Regions from separate parts of the Sus scrofa genome. Here region 1 is linked to region 2. Evidence: chromatin contacts called from public HiChIP or PLAC-seq data. All regions are on one chromosome and are shown on one strand. The core of a region is the stretch at or near the end of the contact, and the rest is flanking DNA. Distances in the headings are between cores, read along the strand shown.

Evidence for each region. HiChIP or PLAC-seq counts read pairs in DNA pulled down with a chosen protein or histone mark.
Region 1: a contact with region 2 is called in an H3K27ac HiChIP or PLAC-seq map of alveolar macrophages. The contact joins two enhancer-like sites. A contact is called at or near these places in 1 of 47 Hi-C or Micro-C datasets (embryonic fibroblasts) and 1 of 2 datasets of contacts at active chromatin or transcription factors (alveolar macrophages).

The regions. Positions count from the first base shown.
Region 1 is chr4:55,084,227-55,089,017 of Sscrofa11.1, reverse strand. No RefSeq gene overlaps it. Among named protein-coding and RNA genes, the nearest start is that of FABP4, 9.8 kb to the left of the region's middle. Within about 2 kb of position 2,422, at least 9 of the 83 cell types and tissues checked have an H3K27ac peak or open chromatin away from gene starts, as enhancers often do. A contact at or near this core is called in alveolar macrophages, where this site is marked.
Region 2 is chr4:55,583,008-55,587,899 of Sscrofa11.1, reverse strand. All of the region lies in intron 3 of PAG1 (phosphoprotein associated with glycosphingolipid-enriched microdomains 1), which reads right to left. Among named protein-coding and RNA genes, the nearest start is that of PAG1, 130 kb to the right of the region's middle. Within about 2 kb of position 2,484, at least 4 of the 83 cell types and tissues checked have an H3K27ac peak or open chromatin away from gene starts, as enhancers often do. A contact at or near this core is called in alveolar macrophages, where this site is marked.

The sequences.
Region 1 (4,791 bases), core at 1,173-3,672, 500 kb after region 2:
GTGCACAGAGTCTTGCTTTGCTGGGAAATGTGGGAATGGGGGATGTAATCCCTAATCCTCAGTGCTGATGGGGATGGGACCGGCACTCTTTGGTTTGGGCCAACTGTCTTGCACTTTGCTCTACAATGGACAGCTTCCATGGAATGCATCCCTCTGACCTTTGCCTGTGTTTATTTCTTTTGGAGGAAATGAGGGTATTTTCTCTGAAAATTTTTAAGTTCAAGAGGAAACATACCCAATCACTGGATAATAAAGAGTAGGGACAAAGCCCTGATGAGAGGGAGTGTTTTCACAGCATGTGGGTGGTAGGGTAAGAAAGAGGTCATGCCAAGGCTCTTTTTTTTATTGAAACAAAGTTTCTATATGAATGCATATCATTACCAACATTTTGGGGTTTGTCAAGAGTTCTAAGATGAAATTCTGACAGGAAATTTAGGCAAGCATCACTTGATTCTCTCCCCCTACAAACTGCTGGGAATATCTCAGATGAAATTTGTTTTATATTTCCTAGGTCTTACATTATTTTACATAGAGGCAACATAAAGGTACCCCTATATTAGTTTGTATACCATTCATTGAACACATGTTCATAGTGATCGATCATCCAGTCTGACTTCAAAATGGTGGTTTTGGAAAGAGTGAGTAAGCCAGTAGGCTATGGGTCAGTTAAAAAAGTAGTGGTTAATTACAGGCTTGTGTTGTGGCTTCAAGCATGTTGCATAACTTCCTCACTTGCCCTCTTACTCATAAAAGGCATTCTTCATCCATAGTCTGGTAGGCGTTAAGTAGGAACCAACTAAAGAGCTAGCAAAGCACTTTCTGAATGTAGAGTGTGCCCTACTTTGTCTTTATTTGATAAAGCAAGCATCATGATGAAGAACTGACTCTAGGCAAAAATGAAAATATTAACTAGGAAAACCAGAAAGGAATGTACAAATGAATCAGAAGACGTCACCAAGAAAATGTTCAGGAGGACAGACAGAAACACACGTACACACACCCAAGTTTGTTCTCTTCTGGCTGTGAGCTCTTTGGGGGTAGGGATTATAGTTTATTCACCCTTAAATACTCAGGCTTGGCACCCTGTGTAACAGCGGTTTTAGAGCTCATTGTTGAATTAGGAGGAAATCGATTAGATTGATTTAGATCATATTAAGATATAAATGACAGATAATATCATAATATTACTAGAAGTATTTACATCTTTTAAAAAGATTCTGATTAACCCCTCAAAATTGTTTGTGACAGAATCAAGGGGAAATTTTTAGGGTTGGGGTATACCATAGAGCAGAAGAACCAGTCTGGACCCTTGAAGCTGTAGTAATTATGTCAACTGCTACTTATGCTTATAAGAATGCTTTTCAATTCACAAAGAATGACCACCACACTCTGTCTCTTCTAAACTTCTGTTCATATTCTCACTTTTGCCAGTCTCAGCCCAGCTAGATTCTATATGCTTTTTAAATTGTCCACATATTGAGTTTTAAATTAAATAAACAGAGTTACAGGCAGATAGTCAGCTATGTATTCATTGCATGTCTAATAAGTACCAGTCTTTGTGACTGATGCTCTGGCACAAGAATGAGTAAAATGAGCAGGGAAGGCATATGAGAATTTTGAGCTTCTTGAAAAGGAAGGATGTGTATCCAGAGTGATTCTGGCCAGCAGTTGGCATAGTTTTGGGTGCATAATAGGAAACATTATTTTGGAAATAATGTTTGAGAGAGAAGTAAAAAGAAGCCAGGGAGGAGGAATACAAAAGGGAGAAAAGAATAAAAAGAAGGAGAAGAGGGGTAGAGAAAGAGATTGATTGCATGCTTAGGATGAATACGTGCACAGCCTGTGGTTGTAGACAAATGAGAAGGATGTGCTGGAATGAAAAGATTAGATGGTAGCAGTTGCCACAATAGGCACTAACTGTGAGACTTGGTGCTGATACAGACTCAAAACGATTTTGTTCTGCTCATCCAAGTACGATTTTGGTTACAAGGAAACGCTAAGTATGCTTTCTGGGAGGCACTTTTGCTGTGGGACTTCCCTCCAGTGAACTCTGATCGAGTAAGAAAGCACAAATGTCAAGCATCTGTGAACTTTATTTGCCATCTGGGTGTTAACTTCCCTCTCTCACTGGGTGAAATGTACATTCCTGCACTTATTCAGGCGTTTGCCAAGATTCTCCAAATCTAGATATGATTACCCTTGCTACAAGATTCTTGATAATGATTTTTATGCTATAAAAGACACTATCATTCTTTAAAATGTCTTCACTTTGTCAAAAATTTTATTCAGTGAACACTAAGATACTTGTGACATTTTTGTGGTTGCCTTAATAATTGTGTTTGATAAAAGAAAGATCCATGAGCTCTGGAGTTAAGACATGTTGAAATCCTGTTTCCACTATTCACTAGCTTGTGACCTTTGGCCAGCCAGTTAATTTCTATGACACTCAGCTTTCTCATCTGTAAAATTGGGAAGCTATGTTTGATGATATTGTTTAAATTAGTGCTCTTAAATGTCAGATATTTTCTATGTTGCTTAGCATAACATACTTGCACATGTTGCCTAGCATACACCTAACTTGACAGGTGGCAGCTAGTACTTATAGTAGTAATAATAATAATAATAAAGAAATTCATGAAATTCAAAAGGAGTTTTCTTGATATCCATGATTCAGAACAAGAAATTTCTTTTTTCTCAAGAACATGGTACCATTAACATGATACTGTGTCAACGCTCCCTTCCTTTTGTTGGGATAAATTTTCCTCCCCAAATGGAAATATTTAATGTTTGTTTAAAAATTAATAAGTGCTTGATTATTAAAAATTCAAACATTATAGATATAGAGGAGAAAGAAATTATTCCATTCTCCAGATCACCACATTTACTGATTCAGTGAATATTCTTTCAGTCTAGACACATGCAAACACATGGAATGTGAATATGAATTTTTACTAAAGAAATTGGATATGGAATTCCCGTCGTGGCTCAGTGGTTAACGAATGCGACTAAGAACCATGAGTTTGCGGGTTCTATCCCTGGCCTCGCTCAGTGGGTCAAGGATCCAGCATTGCCATGAGCTGTGGTGTAGGTTACAGACAAGGCTCAGATCCCGTGTTGCTGTGGCTCTGGTGAAGGCTGGCAGCTACAGCTCCGATTAGATCCACAGCCTATGGGAGCAGCTCAAGAAATGGCAAAAAGACAAAAAAAAAAAAAAAGAAATTGGATAATATGCCAAGACTTTGAACACACATGCTCTTCCATAACTTTAGTCTTCACTTAGTAATATACCACAGTCATCTCTTCATGTCAATGAATATAAAGACATCTCATTTTTAAATATTGCTTCCAAGTATTCCATTTAAATATGTGCCATATTTTAACCAATACTTCCACTTTTTGTTGTTAAAAAAATTTAGTGAACAAACTGGTATATATGTATCTTTGTCTACTTACATTAATATTCCTGTAGAGTAAATGCCTACAGGTAGAGTTGAAGGACCATCGAGTATGAGCATTTTAAATGTTGATTCATATTATTGAATTGCCTCCCCCCAAAGAAGTTATGCCCTTTAAACTCCTACCAAGAATAAATGATATTATCTCTTTCTTCCCAGTGGAACTGGCTTAAAATAGGGCTTGAAATTAATGGGATTTATCATTTGGAATAGTCATGATGGGCCCAAGGTGAGTAGACAGCAGAACTCAAACTTGAGTATGAGACTAACTAACCATGATCATCAAGGGCCTGGCTTAGAAAAGGCAAACAAATTAGATGAAAAAATGAACAACATTATGGACAAACAGTGTGTATGCTCTTCTGCTTAAAAAAAAAGAAAAAGTGTAAGACATTGAAGCAACATCCCTTCAGAAGGCTTAAAGGAGATGGTTGGACCTTTTCCAGTTTGAGAGAGGTGGAGCACTCATCCTTTAAATGTATATTTTCACCTGTTTTCAGAATAATGAGGCAGGAAAATCACAGTGACTATGTTTTAGTCAGAACTATTCTTTCAAAACCAATCAGGACCTCACAAAATATAGTTTTTCCCTTTGTGATATCTGGGTGGTTGAGAATTTGCTCTTATAGTTCCCAATGAAGGTAATTTTCTTTATTAGTATGTTCAGAAAGCATGTTTGAAATATTCTATTATTCTGGGATTTTAAAAAAACTGATTTTGAGAGTTCCTGCTGTGGCACAGTGGGTTAAGAATTCAACTGCAGCCGCTCACATTGCTGCAGAAGTGCAAGTTGAACCCTGTCCCCAGCACAGTAAGTTAAAGGATCTGGAATTGCTGCAGCTGCAGCTTGGATTCAATCCCTGGCCTGAGAACTTCATATGTCAGGAATGAGGCCATAAAAAAAATTGTGATTATAATTCTCTTGGAATGCTTATTCCCTTTAATATATAGATATTAGAGATTGCCTTACACAGATTAAAGACTGTGTTGCATGAGTGGATTTATCAGTCAGAGAAATAGACTAGGAATCCCAATCAAATTAAGTGCAAATCTGCAACAAATACATGACGATAATCAAAAGTGCATTTAGAAATGCTATAAAATTTGGTTGTGATGATCATTGTACAACTATAAAAGTAATTGAGTAATAAAAAATGCTATATTAAAAAAGTGCATTTAAACAGTGTTGGAGTTCCTTTAACATAGAAACAGAGAGAAAACTCTAGTGTAAAATTTGATTTAAAATTTAGGAAAGTGCAGATCGTGTTTCCTAACATTTTGAACTCCATGCCTAAGGATGCACCTTCGGGACCACGTGCCCTTTTGTTAACCTTCC
Region 2 (4,892 bases), core at 1,235-3,734:
ACGGTGCGGGGAGTCTACATGTGGCACCTCCCCTTGGGATTATTCTGGGTTTTAGAGAAGGTCTGCCCAACCATGACTCTTGTCTCCTGGTCTTTCTTTCTGGACTTCTCTTTCCATAATTCTTCCATTTCCTCTCTGGCCATCTCCATAAGATTTGGTGGCGTATCTACTATTATGACATGACTGTCTTCCTCCCGCATTTATGACTGCTCCCCTCCCTGCTCTGCCTGCCAGGTCAGTAAAGAGATGACTCCTATCCCCCGTGTGTAGAGGGCCCACCCTCCCCCTCTGTGTGTGTAGACTATCCCCTCTCCCATGAGTGTTGATGGACTGCCCCTTCCCCTATGTAAATGGGATGCCCCTCCCCCATATGTAAATATACGGCCCCTCCCCCATATGTAGATGGGATGCCCCTCCCCTATATGTAAATGGGATGCCCCTTCCCTGTATGTAAATAGACGGCCCCTCCCCCTATATGTAAATGGGCTGCCCCTCTCCCTTGTGTGTAGGTGCACATGTATAACCTCCAAGGTCCTCCTCCTGGGTGGGAATGAGCGTGGACACCCCATGTGGATGGTCTAGGGCTTTCCAAGAAGTGGAATGGGCTTTACCCCCCAGGCTAGACCCTCCTGCACGGCATCACTGAGCGTAAATGCAGCGCTCAGGGGCCTTTATGTAGGTTACTTGGAGCAAATGGGGCTACAGGTGTCCTTCCCTGAAGCTGAAGACTTCTCTCAGGATGAGCGACAGAGGGAGGGACCGAGGACACGAAGCACAGGGTCTGGGAAGTAAGAAGTCACCCTGCCAACTAAGGGCCCCTGAAGCAAGGAGGGTTTTCCAGTTCATATACTGTGCGCCTTTACCAAACAGGGTCCATGCGGAAAAGATTATCCAAGGCTGCAAGTCCCTGATGCTGTCACTGGTCCTAGAAACCGGTTTATTTTCTGCTAATTTGTTTCTATTTTTGGTTTTTTAGGGCCTCACCTGAGGCATATGGTAGTTCCCAGGCTAGGGGTCAAATAGGAGCTACAGCTGCTGGCCTACACCACAGCCACAGCAACTCGGGATCCAAGCCACGCCTGTGATTTAGACCACAGCTCACGGCAACGCGGGGTCCTTAATCCACTTAGCGAGGCCAGGGATTGAACCAGCATCCTCATGGATACTAGTCGGATTTGTTTCTGCTGCGCCACAACAAGAACTCCCATTTTCTGCTAATTCTTTTAGCAAGTAAAATATCTTCTGAGCATCCAGATTCAACTCATACTAGCAGAAATATATGAACAATTTGGGATGATTGCTCATGAGTTTTCTTGGGGATATTTAAGCCTATTTCTCTCAATCCTGTTTCTATCTGTCTCAATTAAATTGCATTCAATTACAGAATAGGAGTTCCCGTCGTGGCGCAGTGGTTAACAATCCGAGTAGGAACCATGAGGTTTCGGGTTCGGTCCCTGGCCTTGCTCAGTGGGTAAAGGATCCGGCGTTGCTATGAGCTGTGGTGTGGGGTGCAGATGAGGCTTGGATCCCGAGTTGCTGTGGTTCTGGCGTAGGCTAGTGGCTATGGCTCCGATTGGACCCCTAGCCTGGGAATCTCCATATGCCGCTGGAGAGGCCCAAGAAATGGCAAAAAAAAAGACAAAAAATTACAGAACAGCATGTCTTCAAAGATAAAAAAAACTATCTCACTGTCAGACCACATGTGTAAATATTCTGAGTTACTGAACAGAGGGCAAAGGAGGACCATTCACTGTACCTCAGCTAACATTTATTAGGGCACCTGAATGCCCCAGATGTATTGCAAAGGATATAAGATTAACGAAATAGCAGACTTAATTTAATAGTTGTACGTCAAATATCTTTGTTTCAGAATAGGATTCACCATTGGCTGCATGATGTACAGTCATGACCAGAGGCTATAATTTAATGATGATATTACTCTACAAGAGGCAGTGGCATTTCCCACTCCCCTGACCCTCTCAATTTTATATCATTTCAGGCCACTGTAGGAGCTTGTCATTTGACATTGAGAAAGGCTGGTGCCTGAATTTACAGGACTTCTGTTGGGATTCTTTTTTTGTTTGTTTGTTTTGTTTTTTAGGGCTGCATGTGTGGCAAATGGAAGTTCCCAGGCTAGGAGTCGAATTGGAGCTGCACCTGCCAGACTACGTCACAGCCAGAGCAAGGATGGATTCTTAACTCACTAAGCCAGGCCAGGGATTGAACCCGCATCCTCATGGATACTAGCTATGTTTGTTACCACTAAGCCACAATGGGAACTCCTGGGGATTTTTTTAGAAGCTGGGATGAATAACTATTTTGGACTGAAAGCTCTATGATTGCTCATAATTTTATGTCCATTCATTTCATGGTTTTAATCAACAGATGATCTTGAGAAAAACCAAGGGCCTTCTACTTCAAAAGCAGGTGCCACTTTTAACCACAAGAGGGCAGTAAAACTCTAGTCTCAGCCCTAATGGGCAGCCTCCTGGACAGACCTGTTACAGCTGTTTGTGCCTATGCTGAGCATTTTCATTGTCTTCATAAGCCTGGACTTCCAGGCACCCCCAATCAATTCCAACAAGAAGGGAAACAAAAACCAGATGAAATTAATGAAAGTTGTAGCCCAAATCCCAACTATGCATTTCTTTAGCCAAACACATTTATTGGGTAAGTGCTCGGATTACTGCAAATTGTGTAAACAGTAATTTGGTAGTGTTGGGATGGGATGGCAGGTGAAATTCGCTACAGAAGTGGACCATCAGGAGTTCCCGTCGTGGCGCAGTGGTTAACGAATCCGACTAGGAACCATGAGGTTTCGGGTTCGATCTCTGGCCTCGCTCAGTGGGTTAAGGATCCAGCATTGCTGTGAGCTGTGGTGTAGGTTGCAGATGCGGCTCAGATCCCGCGTTGCTGTGTTGCTGTGGCTGTGGCTGTGGCCGGCGGCTACAGCTCTGATTTGACCCCTATCCTGGGAACCTCCATGTGCCGTGGGAGTGGCCCAAGAAATGGCAAAAAGACCAAAAAAAAAGAAGTGGACACTCAGTTTCTCTGAAGCTGCTGAGCTCAGTAATGATAGTCATTTCCATTTTACAGCTGTCCTAGTTGACACATAATTAAGCACGATGGAAACTACCTCCTACCTGGCTCCTCACGATGGCCAAAATAAGGAGGTCCTTGAGCCCCATGAGAACGCCTCCTTCCTGGTCATCACAGGCGTGGGAACCATGCAGTAAAAGGACACTTTACGAGCAACACATTAACCAAACGCATTTAACGAGGGCTGAGGAGCCAACATCTGCTGGGCTTCTGACCTGCAAAGCACGTGGCTTACACAGGCTACATGAACCTCTCCACAGCATTCTCCGGTCTCCCTAAAGAGTCTGAAACGGAAGTATTTAAAGCCCAAGGTTCTCTGCCAAACCAGTCATTACTAAGATTTTCCTATTTCCCTCTTTTCCTGAATCGGGGGAAACACACTCAGAGGGCACAAGGTGGTACAGGACTCCCAGGTGAATTTTCTTCTTTAGAGTTTTTTTTTTTTTTTTTTTTTTTTTTTTTTTGGCTTTTCTAGGGCCACTTCCTGCGGCATATGGAGGTTCCCAGGCTAGGGGTCTAATCACAGCTGTAGCCACTGGCTACAGCCACAGCAACGCCAGATCTCAGGCACATCTGCAACCTATACCACAGCTCACAGCAACACCGGATCCTTAACCCACTGAGCGAGGCCAGGGATTGAACCCGCAATCTCATGGTTCCTAGGTGGATTCGTTAACCACTGCACCACGACGGGAACTCCTAGAGTTTACACAAACATTTTATAACATCACCTGGGAGCAAGATCTTGACAGTTCTTCCTGCGACACCTTGAAGCTTGAGAGATAGGAACCTGGAAAGGCTTGACATCATCATACTGACCCTGCCATCAATGCTGGCTGCTGCTGCACAAAAATCCAGGCATTCATCCTAAGAGCAGCTTATAAATCCTTCAAGCCATCTGTCACCATAACCCGATTTCTTCTCATACATGGCAAACCCATTGATCCATACAGGAAAGAGGAAATCTGACCCTTTGGGAGTGTGTGTGACTGTCACTTGTCTTAAAAAATACATTAAACTTACATGACAGAATATAGGTAATTGCTTATCAAAGCTCTGCCACCATCTTGTTTTTGCCTTCAGAAAGACAACCTTGGGGGTTAAAGACTGCCTTCTAAGGTTGCTTTTCCTCACATCCTGACCTGAAGACCAATTCCCGAGGTTCATTTTTTGTTTTCAATGGTAAATCTCATGAAAGAACAGGAGTGGGGAGGGGAGTGGGGCAGGAGCGAGAGAGAATGATTCTCACAGATTGAGTGAGGAGCCCAGGTAAAGGGTCTTCAATGGGCATAAGTAAGTCCAAATGGACCGCTTCACAAAGTGTGGTTTGGGCTACAGGCTCTATTCTTCCTGCCTTGCAGGTCTGCTCACCTCATCTCAATGAAAAGTTCTTTGAGGGCAGGGATAGACCCATCTCACCTCTCACCATATTCTCAGAATCACCATGATCAAGAGAGGGTCCAGTCAAGAAATTTTTACTGAACACGTTTCTGCAAAAGGAAGATGAGGAGACTCCCAAGCTGAATGAACCATTTATAACGTATGGGAGAGAAGGAAATTAAAGACATGAAGCTATCAAGCAAACAAAAAACAAGCCAATGGCATTATTTTGTTCTTTTTTATGGCTGAGTGGTATTCCATTGTTTATATGTACCACAACTGCTCAATCCATTCATCTGTTGATGGACATTTAGATTGTTTTCATGTCTTTCTTGGCTATTATGAACAGTGTTGCAACAAACATAGGGGTGCATGTGTCTTTTTCAATGAAAGTTTTAGAGACTCTCATACTA